Regions from separate parts of the Delphinus delphis genome. Here region 2 is linked to region 1. Evidence: chromatin contacts called from public Hi-C data. All regions are on one chromosome and are shown on one strand. The core of a region is the stretch at or near the end of the contact, and the rest is flanking DNA. Distances in the headings are between cores, read along the strand shown. Region 1 holds the start of LOC132435327 (histone H3.3-like). Region 2 holds the start of MXD1 (MAX dimerization protein 1).

Region 1 (7,603 bases), core at 1,491-3,990:
TATATAGTCCCCTGACAGATGATCATTTAAATCAGGGGTCCCCAACTCCCAGGCTGCGGACTGGTACCAGTCCTCGACCTGTTAGGAACCGGGCTGCACAGCAGGAGGTGAGCAGCGGGCAAGCAAGCGAGCGAACCTTCATCTGCTGCTCACCATCGCTTGCATTACTGCCTGAACTATCCCTCTGCCACCTTCCTTTCGTGGAAAAATTGTCTTCCATGAAACTGGTCCCTGGTGCCAAAAAGGTTGGGGACAGCTGATTTAAGTTATTTTTGAATACTTCCATTGCTGGGAAGCTCATCATTTCTTGAGGAATCCCATTATAGTTGTTTTTCTTTTTCTTTTCCATTATGGTTTATTACAGGATACTGAGTATAGTTCCGTGTGCTATACAGTAGGACCGTGTTGTTTATCTGTTTGTTTTTTTGTTTTGTTTTGTTTTGTTTTTTGCGGTACGTGGGCCTCTCACTGTTGTGGCCTCTCCCGTTGCGGAGCACAGGCTCCGGACGCGCAGGCTCAGTGGCCATGACTCATGGGCCCAGCCATTCCGTGGCATGTGGGATCTTCCCGGACCGGGGCACGAACTCGTGTCCCCTGCATCGGCAGGCGGACTCTCAACCACTGCGCCACCAGGGAAGCCCTGTTTGTTTGTTTTTAAATTTGGCTGCGTCAGGTTTAAGTTGTGGCATGCAGGAGCTTTCGTTGCGGTGAGTGGGCTTTTCATTGTGGCATGCGAGCTTCTCTCTAGTTGTGGCGCGTGGGCTCCAGAGTGCGCGGGCTCAGTAGTTGCACCACACGGCACAGTAGTTTAACCCGCGGCCTCTGGGATATTATTAGTTCCCCAACCAGGGATCGAACCCGTGTCCCCTGCGTTGGAAGGTAGATTCTCAACCACTGGACCACCAGGGAAGTACCCTGTGTATCTGTTTTATATATAGTAGTTTGTATCTGCTAATCCCAAACTCCTTATTTATCCCCCTCCACCACCTTTCCCTTTTGGTAACCATGAATTTGTTTTCTATATCTGTGAGTCTTTTTCTGTTTTGTAAATAAGTTCATTGGTATCATATTTTAGATTCCATGTGTAAGTGATATCATGTGGTATTTGTCTTTCTCTTTTTGACTTCACTTAGTATGATAATCTCTAGGTCCATCCATGTTGCCAAAAATGGCATTATTTCTTTTCTTTTTTTTTACAGCTGAGTAATATTCCATTGTGTGTATATGTACCACATCTTCTTTATCTATTCATCTGTGGATGGACATTTAGGTTGCTCCCATGTCTTCGCTACTGTAAATAATGCTGCTATGAACTTTGGGGTGCCTGTATTTTTTTTTCATTGTCCAGAAAAATTTAACAGGTTTATATATAATTGTTATAAAATTGAACTGCTGAAACTTGTTTACTGAAACATTTTGACTTGCATTAATGCTTTATGTCCCCGCATTTATATGAAAAATTCACACACAAATGAAAATGGAAAAATTGCCAATACCTGATTTCTGCCCCCTATTTTTCCACTTGCAATCATATACTTAGGTACCTTTTGACCCCATGGGGAAAAAAAATCTGATGTTCAGAACTACCAATAACAGGAAGAAGAGAAATTCTTTTTTTGAAGAAAGAAGTATTTCCCGTCAGAGTGAATTCTTAAGGGTGTTTTCCACGTATGCGGCGTGCTAGCTGGATGTCGCTTGGCATAATTGTTACACGTTTGGCATGGATAGCACACAGGTTGGTGTCTTCAAAAAGCCCAGCCAGATAGATCTCACTTTCCTCCTGCAAAGCACCGGTAGCTGCACTCTGGAAGCGCAGATCTGTTTTGAAGTCTTGAGCAATTTTCCGTGCCAGATGCTGGAAGGGAAGTTTGTGAATCAGAAGTTCAGTAGACTTCTGACAACGTCTGATTTCGCTGAGTGCCACGGTACCAGGCCTGTAACGCTGAGGTTTCTTCAGCCTTCCAGTAGAGGGCACACTCTTGCAAGCGGCTTTTGTAGCCAGTTTCTTTCTTCCTTGGTGCTTTACCACGGGTCGATTTGTAGGCAGCCCGCTTTGTACAGACCTCCTTACTTACCCCACTTCTCCTTCAGCTGGAGCTTGGCTGCCTGTATCTTTTCAAATTAGAGTTTTCTCCGGATATATACCCAGGAGTGAGATTGCTGAATCATACGGCAACTCTATTTTTAGTTTTTTAAGGAACCTCCATACTGACTTCCATAGTGGCTGCACCAATTTACATTCCCACCAACAATGTAGGAGGGTTCCCATTTCTTCATACCCTCTCCAGCATTTGTTATTTGTAGACCTTATTAGTGATGGCCATTCTGGCTGGTGTGAGGTGATACTTCATCGCAGCTTTGATTTGCGTTTCTCTAAATAATTAGCGACGTTGAGCATCTTTTCATGTGCCTGTTGGCCATCTGTATGTCATCTTTGGAGAAATGTATGTTTAGGTCTTCTGCCCATTTTTTGATTGGGTTGTTTGTTTTTCTGTTATCGAATTGTATGAGCTGTTTGTGTATTTTGGCAATTAAGCCCTTGTTGATTGTATTGTCTGCAAATATTTTCTCCCATTCTGTAGATTGTCTTTTCATTTTGTTTATGGTTTCTCCCATTATACTGTTGAGTAGCTCTCACTAATAGAAAATTATTTCTTGTTTTGAATTGAAATCTAATTGAGGTATCTTCTCATCAGTTATAGGCCTGTCTCCTGGAACCATACAGGGTAAATGTAATCCATCTTCCACATCCAATCTTGTGAATGTTTGGAGATGTTCTTCCTGTTTATAAGGAGTATTTGCAGTTTTCTCATAGCATCTAAACTTGGCTTTCAGTTCAGATTGGTCTGCACAAAAGCATTCTCTGTCTCTCACTATTTGTAAGTGCAGCCTTGCAACAAATTATGCTTCACTTCTTGTGATTAGTTAGCACAAAGTGTGGACCCTTCCCACATCCTTGGAGAACGGATGGTTAGTGAGCTGAATCTATACAGTTCTATATGAGCCTGGTGGGTTTGCAGTTCCCTACTCAGAATCTCTAAGACATCAGGCTGCTGCCCCGTACACACTGTCAGAGATCACAAAATGGCTGGAAGTTTATCCGGGCACTTGATGAAACTGCATTTACTTCATCAGGCCACTAGGTGATGTACAACTCGCAAACCCAGACTGCCAGGGACGGTTGTGTATAGGACAGTTTCTGTTTGTACGTGGAAATGCCATCAGAAGTCACTTGGTACAATTTCACGAAAAGGTTTTCTTAGGGGGAGGGGAAACATGTCTTGCGTATACTTTGTCTTTCTCAGCTTTGTTCCAGTTTTAAATATTAATTTGACTAGGATACTTTGAGTGATTTTCTTAGACAAAGGGACATGGATGGTCCATTTATTTATTTACTTATTTATTTGTGTGTGTGTGTGTGTGTGTGTGTGTGTGTGTGTGTGTGTGTATATCTTCATGTATGAATGATATCTTGGCTGGGTTTAGGATTTTTTCTTTTTTTTCCTTTTTGGCTGTGCCACACGGCTTGTGGGATCTTAGTTCCCCAACCAGGGCTGGAAGCTGGGCCCTCGGCAGTGAAAGCACAGAGTCCTAACCACTGCACCGCCAGGGAATTCCCAAGGATTCTTGAATAGTAGTCCTAGTCTCTACAAAGTATGCAGCCTTGTACTGTCCAGTTTCTAGTAATACAGATGAAAAATCCACTGCCAATAGGTTTCTCTTTCCTCTGTAAGTAATAACCATTTCTCTTTGAAAGTTTGTAAATTTTTTCTTCATGCTTAGTGTTTCATCATGATAGGCTTAGGTTTGATTTAAAAAAAAAACAAAACTCTGCTTGTCACTTGATAAACCTTTTAGACTTAAAAACTTAAGTCTTTTCTCAGTTCAGGGAAGTTTTATTGCTTTCCTTCTGTTTCCAACCTCCTTACTTTATAGATGAGGAAACTGAGCCCAGAAAGATTAAGTGACTTACCTAAGGGTCACTCAGGTAGTTAAAATGAACCTCAAGCAAATAACCTGACTCCTTTAATGAGGTACACTTTCATTGTATTGAATATTGCTCTAGTGAGAGAGCCATTATGAACTAATTAGAAATTTTTTAGTGAGACAGGAATTTTTCCAAGGGGTCATGAAGAAATGAAGAAGGAAGAGGAGATGATAGAATTCGTTAGGATTAAAATATGGCCCATATGAAGGACTGCAAAATTCAGAAGTTCACCCCCACCCCCAGTATCCCAGTTATTGGAGATACCCCAAAGCTCTAAAACTTAATAAAGCCAGGAAGTTGATTGAACATTTGGAGAATTAGATATTTAGTTGTCAGAAGTTGGATAAGTGTGGTCATGCCCTGTTATAAATATTGGAAAATATGTGAATGGCATCTGAAGGCTTGGAGACAGATACCATAAACTGTCTTATCAGTGGTCTGGTTTCTGTTCTGAGTTCCAGCTTGGGACCCTTTTCTGCTGGGAACCACCTGTCCCTGGCTCTGTTGATCTTTGGATTTCCCTAGCCCTTCTGTCCCTTTCAGTTTTGAAATGAAACCTACCCCAGAGGGTGAGGTCAGGTACCGAGAGGACTTTGACAGCTCACACCAGATTGTTTTCTTTCCAGAGCCGCCCAGTATGTGACTGTGTGTGGCATGAGGCGCAGCAGGCTGTGATACAGACTGATGGTGAGTCAGCTGTTGGGTAAGACCTCAGCTAGGCAGTGTCATCTCTTTGGGTAACCAGGAAAACATGTAGACCAAATATGTTGTCTTTCAGGCTCAGAAAGTTGAAAGTTAAGAGCACGGTCACCAGAGATCTACCATGATCTCTCTGCCTTTGGTTTACTGAAGAAGGAAAGGCTTTATTTCAGTGTCTTTTCTCCTCTTTTATAGAACCTTCTTTTCAGGAAGAAGCCAGTTTCTAAACTTTTATACTGTGCCTCCTGGAATTGCTGCTTTGATGTGGAGTGATTCCTCTAGATAATCCCTAGACAACCCCCCACCATGCCCCCAACCCCTTCACAGAATGCAGCTTCCCCTCTTCCTTTTGTTGTAAATGTGGTTTCCACCATATTATGGCACTTCACTTGGAATCTTTATAAGTGGAACTGGCTGTTTCTTCAACTTGCCCGTACCACTTCGCCCAGTTTTGCCTGACTGCCCCCCAGCCTTATCCTCCAGCACTGCAGAGCTGCTTCCAGATCTTTAAATACTTTTTCCCCTTTGAGACTGCTGCTGGCCTGTAAGGCCACCTGATCCCTGTCCTTGAAGCTGGCATCTGTACTTATTCTCCCATATTTGTTTAGGACTTTGGTATTTGACCCCCCTTCCTGGGGTTCTGGCCCAGTCTAGGGGATCTGTGGCCAAACTTGGCCTGGGGCCAAGGATTCAGGATGGAGCTTGGAATTAGGGGGCTTGGTGTTAACTTCTCAGACATGGGCAGATGGCAAGCCAGAAGATCTAAACATCAAGCCAGTCGGGGATGGAAGGAACAGAGAAAATTTACTATCTGAAGTAAAGGATGTCCTTTGTAGCCTCCCTCTTTTCCCACTTTTCAAAATTGAGTTATTTTTTAGAACAGTTTTAGGTTCACAGCAAAACTGAGTAGAAGGTACAGAAATTCCCATTATTTTTTCAAAAATTCATCTTTAATTTTACAGAGAATATAGTAATCTAAAAAAATCAAAACACTGTAGTTTTTTTTTTTAAAGTTCTTGAATGTATTTTACTTCAGATTGAAAAATGAACAGCTTCCACACTGTTCATTGCAAGATACACAGTATCTTTTACAATGCTGGCCATTTGAGGAAATGTACACACCTCAGTTTCTCCTTCATGCTTCTCTTTTAGAAAGTACTGTTTACCAAAAAGAAACTTCAGCAGTACAGGAAAAACTATTTTCCCAATGTATGAGAAAACCTAAGATTCCCAACGGAATCAAGATTATCTTCCTGCTACCACTACCTTAATATAATCACATGTTTTTTGGAACACTAATATCTGCACCCTAAGAGTCCATTTACTTTCAGCAGTGAGGGTGATTCTTTTTTTTTTTAAATAAACTTATTTATTTATTTATTTTTGGCTGCATTGGATCTTCGTTGCTGCGTGCGGGCTTTCTCTAGTTGTGGCAAGCGGGGGTTACTCTTCGTTGCGGGTGCGGGCTTCCCATTGCGATGGCTTCTTTTGTTGTGCAGCACAGGCTCTAGGCACGCGGGCTTCAGTAATTGTGGCGCAGGGGCTCAGTAGTTGTGGCTCATAGGCTCTAGAGTCAGTAGCTGTGGCTCACGGGCTTAGTTGCTCCACGGCATGTGGGATCTTCCCGGACCAGGGCTCGACCCGTGTCCCCTGCATTGGCAGGTGGAGCCTCTGTTTTTTTTTTTTTTTTGCAGTGCGCGGGCCTCTCACTGTTGTGGCCTCTCCCGTTGCGGAGCACAGGCTCTGGACGCGCAGGCTCAGCGGCCATGGCTCACGGGCCCAGCCGCTCTGCGGCATGTGGGATCTTCCCGGACCGGGGCACGAACCAATGTCCCCTGCATCTGCAGGCAGACTCTCAACCACTGCGCCACCAGGGAAGCCCAGCAGGTGGAGTCTTAACCACTGCGCCACCAGGGAAGTCCTGAAGTTTTTTTTTTTTTTAAAAGACTCACCCTTGGGACTTCCCTGGTGGTACAGTGGTTAAGAATCCACCTGCCAATACAGGGGACACAGGTTTGATCCCTGGTCCGGGAAGATCCCACACGCCGTGGAGTAACTAAGCCCGTGTGCCACAGCTACGGAACTTTTGCTCTAGAGCCCGCGAGTCACAACTACTGAGCCCGTGTGCCACAACTACTGAAGCCTGTGCACCTAGAGCCCGTGCTCCGCAGCAAGAGAAGCCACCGCAATGAGAAGCCCACGCACCACAACGAAGAGTAGCCCCCACTTGCCACAACTAGAGAAAGCCTGTGCGCAGCAACCAAGACCCAACACAGCCAAATAAATTTAAAAAAAAAGCAAACAACCAAAAACTTCAGTGTAGTAAGTGTAACATGGGTCTCTGCAAGTATTAAGTGTCTGAAATAGGCAGCTAATACTGGATTTAATATTATTTTATAAATAATTGTTCCCATAGCAATAAACATAAGTCTACACATTCACAATAGTCCCAGAAAATAAATACTATGATTATGCACAGTATGTATGACAAACTAGTTTCAAACAAACCAGTTTTAGCATCTTGATAAAAATTCAGATCAGAATAAAATGTGACTCTAAAATTTAAAACATTGTCAAGATAACATCACATTTAATCTTCCACGGTTTACACAAGTATTATGAATTTTCAGTTTTGGAACACATTTTTCTGTTGTGAATTAAAATACGAACATACTGACAACTGTTAATTTCAGAACATTGTAGATAATTTGAATACTCCTGCTCCCCGCTCCCCTGTTTCAATTATTTCTGTATTTCCAGAGGCAACCTGTTAGTGGTTTAGAGTGTACCTCCCACACTCTGTGTGTGTTTGCATACATACGTATGAACCCAGAAATTTTTTTTTTTTTTATTTTGGCCACACCATACGGCATGTGGAACTTCCCCGACCAGGGGTTAAACCTGTGTCCCCTGCAG
Region 2 (7,603 bases), core at 3,751-6,250, 130 kb after region 1:
TTGACTTTACTTATGGAAATTCTCTGGACCCTAATCAGTTCAGGAGAGATGACACCCTGGCTCAGGTCGAGAATTCTGTGGGGCCATAACTGGAACCTTACTGGGCCTAGGAGATAAATTCTCACAGTAATCATGGAGGAACACTACCTCTGTGAACGCTCAGCCACTCATTTACATCAAGAGGCACCACCACCAAGTTCATTCACACCAGAGACTGGGGGTGGGGTGTGTGCGGGGTAGTCTTGAATGGGAAATTTCCAACCCAGCACTAAACTTCTCTTCCACAAGGCTTCTGGGGTGCCAATTTTTATTCATGAGGAAAAACAAATAATAAGATAATGACAGTAGTTTCAATTTTAGAATATTTGTTTTCTAGATAAAGGACATGGGAACCTTAAAACTGGTTGACTTAAAAGCTTTAAATTGATTCACTTGGTTATCCTTCAGTGTTCTTCAGTTATATTTTTCTGATGGTATACTTCCTGCAATGGCCATCAGGATATCACAGTTAACAAGAGTCTGGCCTGCAACTGCAAACGTTTGGCTTTAAAGCACGTGGCATTCTGGTTTTAACAGGGAATAACAAGTTCAAAGCCTGACAGAGTTTTTAAATGGATGAAAGTGTATGATGAAAGCTGGTCAAGATTTCCCTGTTTAACTGTAGACAAGGACCATTCTGGGAAGGTGGTGGAGGAGAGAAGGGTGGATATTTGAAAAGAGCATGGTCTCTGATTATAGAAAAATCGTAGCACACAGGGCACCCTTACCCAAAATTTCTGGATTCTTTGAAGATACATATAAAAAAATTCAGAATCCCCAAGATAATCTTTTAAACAAATTCCATAAGCAGCATAACTCCTTCCGAACTTTGAACAGAGCTTTGGAAACTATAGATCTTATCTGATTACTTAAGAGTGCTGAACATATGGTGATTTCTACAAGCGGACTTATACCTAATGGCTAGGGCATTACTGAAGTACATTTGGTTTAGTGAAACTGAATTTTTCTTTAATAAAAAGCAGGCCGTTCAAAAAATGACCAGTTAAGAGACTGCCCGCCAACTCTGTTGATGGGAAAACATTTATATTTTAAATTAAAGCATTATAAGAATATACAGATACTTTGTGTCAAAATCATCTTCCTTGTGTCAAAATCATTTTCCATGTAATTACTGAAAAGATTTGATAACTCTGAAATCACTGATAAAGGTCAAATGTCACCATTTAAAAATATATTCTAACAAAAAGATAACTAAGCCAAACCAGTCCTTGGTTTAAAAAAGACTCACCCTGTCAAGTCAGCTATACGGCCAGTGTCTCATAAAAGAACTGGGAGGCAAGTGCTGAACTTCCTCTTTCACATTACTGCCAATGCCTGCTTTACCAATTTAACAAAACATACTTTTAAAACCTCTGGATTTCAATTCTAAATATTTAGTAACTGATTTCAAAAATCAGTAGGAAAGAAAAAAAAAAAAAGATTCCATCTCCCTGCAGTTCTCTGGATGATTCCAAGACAATCAATATTCACAATTTCATTTGTTTTTGTTCTTTAAACAAGCAGCTAGAGAAACTTAAGATCTGCATTTTCATTTCCCAAGAAGTTTGATATGTAGCTAAATCTTATTTTTTATTGTCCAAGGAAAAGTACACCCCCCCAAACACTACAAGCAAAGAGCCCAGCATTTCAACCTGAATTAACAAGAATAAACTGTTACCAATGGTTATGTAAACCAGCAGTAATCTTTCTATAGCCCTTACCTCAGTTCAAAATCCTGACCATATATGGCCTTGGATATAAGTCTAATTCAAATCAAGGGGTCAAACTGCATTCTCTGGGGAGATGTCTCACTGCTCAGGTAAGGGTCATTCTGAACAGGTCATAAAGGAAGTGAGTACATTTAAACAAAACAACCTGCTCTTGCTTCATATGTTTGCTTGGTGCCATCTTCAGGTTTAATCATGGTCTCTCAGAAATCCTTGCACCACTTAAGTTATTGCACAAATTCATTACTAGTCAAGAGTATGGACAACGGTGATAGCCTCTGGTCTCTAACCATGGAAAGCAAACCAAACCCATTGACAGAAATAACAGAGTTTTTCCCCAAATCCAGAGTTGCAGCCATTTCCCCAGAAATAAAGCTGGATATTAAAGAGAAGAGAAAGAAGCTATTTCCTGAATTGAAATTCTCAACTATCATTATTTTTCTTTCCTAATCAACTTTGGGGCCAAGCTACTTCTCTTCAACAACATCCCCTTCTTTTCCTCACCACTGAACATCCCCTCAACAACTTTCCCGTGAAACTTAGAAAAAAACGAAACTCAGAAAAAAACAGAGAGTGCTAAGGATTAAGCTTAGAAAAAAACAGAGTGAAAACTTTGAAAAAAATAGAGTGAAACTTAGAAAAAAATAGAATGCTAAGGATTAAGCCTTGACTATTAATGTGAGCAATTCCTCTCAAATCATGAGTGGACAAGGATAAAAGTAACAAATGAGCTACACTTATCCAGAAAAATAAACCCAAAGGCTTCAACGTTCTTCCAAAAAAGTTTTTAAAAATACTGTAACAAAAAGCAACACATAAATTGTTGTATACCATTGCATAATACAAGTCAGCATTAACCTTCTTCTTAAAGGCTGTCAGTACTCATGCACAGTTTTACTTGTTACCACCTTCAGATAATGTTAAAGGTGGGAGGGAAATTTACAAATTTCAAGAACTACCAGGTAACTAATTAACAGATCCATCCTTCATGTGCCTTCCTATTCAAGAGCTCGGCACATATGTGCTGTTCACTCATATCCTGTGGTTCTTCCAGTGCTAAGGACAATGGGGTGAATCAAGGACAGAAGAGGCAGCAAGGACAAGGGAGTTTAAGGTTTAAGTGCGAAACCTCTGGCTTTTAGTTGTCTGTATTATGCCACAGAGGTTAACCAAATACAGTTACTCGCAGGGAATTTTCATGAGAATGGGAGACAGATAAGGATTCTAAATCAGTGTTGAAAATGTCAATGTTTTTAATTTACTGGAATAAAAGGTATAATTGAATGAGTCTAATAAAAGCAGATTTCCTAGCTAACATATATTAAGGGCAAAGAGGGGGAAAAAAGGGTGCAATAGCATTAGTGGAGTACTCAACATGTACCAAGAAGTACATTCAGGGTTTTAGTATGTGATTTCATTGACCATTAACCAGTATTTACTTCCCAGTGAAATTTACAAATTTCAAGAACTACAAGGCTAACATAAAAGGGTTGTGGCATATTAATATTTTAATATTATATGTTCCTGCATCACCAAAAAGGCAGGTTTTAGCCTCAGTCGTTCCTCTTTGCCGTTATAAATAGAGTGACAAATTAGATTATCAGACACATAACTGTATTTAATTTACATGTCAAATATGAAATCCTATCACCTATGCCAAGTCAAATACTTTAACACGTCTATAAAATCTTTACTATGAAAAGTAAAAAGTGGATAATGTCCAGTATTTTCAATTATAGAAAACTTGCCCTGAATCTGCAACTTCTGAAGGCAAAATATTGTCACTGTTGCTAATCTCACTTGAAGTTTCCACAGAGTTTTGCTCCAAAAGGGAAGAAAAGCAAAATTAAGTTTTAAAAAAAGTTCATAAAGAAATAGAAAACATTTCCATTTCTCTCTTCTTTTCAGTCCCCTCAACCCAAATAGAAGGGCTTCCTCCAACGCCTTAAGACCATGTGTACATTACTGAATCATGATCGCCACTTCATTTACATGATTATAACCCTGTTATAATCACAACAGGCAACGTCCATTCTGCAGTTTGTATCATCTACAGTATAACCTAAAAGAGAAAGGGAAATATTTACCAAATTACCTGCTACTGCTGTTATTCTTCTTGGATTTGCTCCTCCGTTTTAAGGCATCTCTGTCCTTGTTATTGTATGGTAACATGGAGGCATAACCATGTTCAGCTTCTAGAAAACCGGAGGATCCAGTTAATGAATGAGCCCCGAACATTCAACACTCTCTCCCCTCCACAGTATTTCCCTTTTAAGATTGATTTATTTTTCATTAAAAGAAGATTGTGGAAATAATTAAACGGAGCAAGGTGGAATTCTTAGAACAATGATTGGTTTTTTTTTTAATTGAGTGAATATCCTCAGTGAGGAGCAGGTGTAAGGAGCATTCCAGCTGCTCATTGTTGAGAAAGACAGCAAGTCTCCTGGAGCCTGGGTTTCCCACTGGCAACGTCCAGCAGGTTGGTGTGTATTAAGTGGGACCAGCCTCAGGCGAAGGTGCGGGGCAAACACCGGGAGCCAGAGCCCGGGAGGGACGGTGTGGGGCAGGGGAGGCGCTGCTCCTCCGTCTGCGAGACCCGGCGCCAGGCCCACTTGGGGGCCGGCCGGGACGAGCCCCAGTGAGGTAAACCAAGGGCCTGGCTGAGGGGGCCCCGGGCCCCCCACTCGCGACGGGGTGCGGAGCGGGCGGCGCTCCGGACCCCGGGGCAGCGGTCCCTTTTCCACCCCCATTCATTGCCTTTGGGGCAGCGACGGCCTCCCTTCGGACCGCGCGTGGGGAGAGCTGGAGGGGTTGGGAGCGCTCGAGGTCGCGCTCTCAGCTCCTCCAACTACCCCCGGAGCAGCTGGGCACCCGGACCTGCGGCTGGGCCCCTCAGAGCCCCCAGTCCCCGCTCGGGCCGGACTCCTCCCGTCCCCGTGCACCTCTCTCTCGCCGCTCCAGGTAGTCGGCCGCCTCCAGCAGCATCTGGATGTTCATCCGAACCGCCGCCGCCATTCTGCACCGGGGTCCGGAGCCACTGGACCAACCCCCACTGCCCACGGACTCGCCGCCGCTGCCGCCGGACACCCACGCCCCGCTGTGGACCCCGCAGAGCAGGGCTGAGAGAAGCTCTCTGGCGACCACGCTCGCCGGAAGGGGGAGGGGACCGGTGAGCCGAGCACCACCGACACCGTGACAGAACCCAAAGAAGAGCAGCAGCCGCCACCGCCGCGGAGTGTTTATCTCCGACTCACCGTCCCCCCGCCCCCAGCCCCTTCTCTTGACAGGCCCGCTTCGGCTGCGTTCCTCATTGGGCACCCCAAAGAATGCCCCGCCTCTGGCGCTGTCCGATTGGGGGAAGGCATTACAGCCCCGCCCCTCAGTGTCCGCTCCTCTCGCTGGTTGGTCACGCTTGATAAGGCCCGGGCTCCACCCTCTCTTTCCAATTGGTGATAGGATTCGCAACTCCGCCTCGTGCTCCTTCCCTGTTTTCCATTGGTTCTATACCGACAACCGGGCCCCCTTTTGCTTTGTTAGTATTGGCCAAGAGCTACAGAAAGCAAGCCACTCTGCCTGTATCCCATTGGTGGAACCTTCCTACACCGCCCAGCTACGATGACGTCACCTTTCCCCAAGCCAGCGAGCCCTGAATGGCTGGTGGTCAGCGGCTCGGCTACTCCTCGCGGGATCTGGCATGGGCCGTCAGGGCTGACCCGGGCGCAGACCGGCGCTGATTCACCGGCTGCCGCCGGGCTCGGCTCCACCCGACCCCACCTCGGACCTGTTGCCGGGACCTGTCTCTGGGGAAAAGTTCCGGGGACCTGCTGGGCGTCCCTCGAGTGGAAGCTGGCACCGCGCGTCACCTGGGCGCTCTGCCCCGCTCGGGTTCGGGGCTGGATCCCTGGGCCTGCCGGCCGAGACCCGGAGGTTACAGGCTTCCCGAGGTCGAGGGCCCAGCCGCGAATCTCTCCGAAGGGAGAGCGGCAGACAGCCCGACGGTAGGGCGGTGGGCCTGGGGCTCCGCCGAGCGCCACGTGGCTGAGGGGCTCGGGGGAAAAGCCTGTCTCCTGTCCAGTGTTCGCCGCCCAGCGTTTTTTTCTCTCCTCAGAAAGCGCTGGAGTAGGGAGGCTGTATACAGAGCTGAGCTCTCCGAAGGCACTAGGCACTACCCCCGCCCCAAGTGCTGGCTAATTACTCCCTCACGCGACTGGGTTTTAAAAGCTCAGAAACTTCCTGTACCTACAGATTGGCGTTGAATTCTGAGATTCTTTGACATAAATCTCTTTCGGGGTCTTTCCTTCCCTTTTAATTCTAGAGGAGAACACTCAAAAAGAATCCTTTCTTTTCAAGACGGCTATGAATGGTGTTTGTGTGGTACCAATATAAATGTACATAGACAGAACTAGAAACTTTATTTAGGAATTGTTCCCTAAGCTATCTCAAGACCCAAGTTACTCTGTTAATATACTGACATCTTCATTTTAAGAAACGGAAATAAAACTCTTCGTAAATTGAGAGTCCTGAATATAGAAATGAGTAAAGCATGAACATATTTAACAAAGCTTTTTAGAAAAGTTTATTGTTGCCAATATGTGAAAACAATAGCCTGTCAGGTAACTTACCTACATTATTGCTAATCCTCAATATAACCCCATTAGATAGGTTAATTATCTACATTTTGCACATGAGGAAACTGATGCCCAAGAAGCTAAATGACTTTCCTAGACATCCATTCAGCCAGAAATGGAAACTGAACCTAGATCTGTTTCACTCAGAGCCCATGGTGTCAATGCTCCAGTTGGTAGCTGTTCTAAAAACAAGACAACTAAGAGACGGATTTCTATATGAGTCACAAACAATGACACTCAAACACTGGGGAAAAACAAAGAAACACATTATGATGGTAAGTTTTTAAATGTGTCCTTTTTAATGGTTGACAAATCCATTAAAATTAAATAAACTCAACAGAATTAATACGCAGTAAACCAGGCCTGACATACAGAACACATATTTTCTGGTTTTAATGGTTAATTGGACCTAAAAGGTGATTCTTTATGAAAACTAATAAATATTCACCTTTACCACTGAAGATAAAGGTTTTTAAGAAAGCACAAAAAAGCTAGAAGAATGGGGATATAAGTTTTAAAGAGTATGTTTTAACTGCAAGTTATCTGTAAAACAAATTTGAAAATCATAGTGAAATTCTAAAGAGCCCAAACTGACAGTAAAAACACTTTGATTTCATTACCTTAATTTTGGATTTTGTATACTTCTATATTTTCTCTTTGATTTTATTATGAACACTCAGACTCTCTTTACTCTTTCCCTTACCCTCAACTCTTTTTTTTAAACCCAGTCTTATTTCAAAGTCATGATTCTTCCCCTAGAATTACCCTGACTGAAAATCACACTTATACAAAATTAAAAAAGGAAAAAAGTTTGAAATCTGAGATATGGCAAGGAACCATTTAAACACCAACAGGTCTATCTTAAACTCCAAACAAAAATACTAAGTTATATAACAATCAGAGAATTAGACTAAAGAATGGACCCCTTTCTGTTCCTTGGCAGTGGTGGAAGACAAGATCAGTAAGCCAGCAATACCAACCAGGAATTAGTATCATGAAGAACTCCAAAGGGCATTTGGTGCCATCTACTGGACATCAAGCAGTAAGTATAAAACAAAGGGTTTTTTCTTGTTTTTCTGGAAATTATTTTACACAAATACATTACAATGACCAGTTAAATAAGATAATCTGAAAGTACACATTTTGAAAAAAGAAATGAAATCCTAAAACAAAGTAGAAGTGGTGACTCCCAGCATCTAGCACTTCAAA

Evidence for each region. Hi-C and Micro-C count contacts between places; a contact is called where the count stands out from the background.
Region 2: a contact with region 1 is called in a Hi-C map of lung, with 3 times the contacts expected there. The contact joins the promoter of MXD1 here to the promoter of LOC132435327 in region 1. A contact is called at or near these places in 2 of 3 Hi-C or Micro-C datasets (lung and muscle).

Annotation. Positions count from the first base shown.
Region 1 is chr12:31,085,979-31,093,581 of mDelDel1.2, forward strand. LOC132435327 (histone H3.3-like) reads right to left here and starts at 2,741. Exons shown (of 3, transcript XM_069541268.1): 1 at 2,724-2,741; 2 at 2,013-2,051; 3 at 1,652-2,011. The coding sequence starts at 2,741. The coding sequence ends at 1,652. LOC132434823 (a long non-coding RNA gene) reads left to right here. Exons shown (of 10, transcript XR_009521429.1): 3 at 4,615-4,675.
Region 2 is chr12:31,214,421-31,222,023 of mDelDel1.2, forward strand. It overlaps MXD1 (MAX dimerization protein 1), which reads right to left and starts at 5,001. Exons shown (of 6, transcript XM_060026429.1): 1 at 4,709-5,001; 2 at 3,862-3,961. The coding sequence starts at 4,781.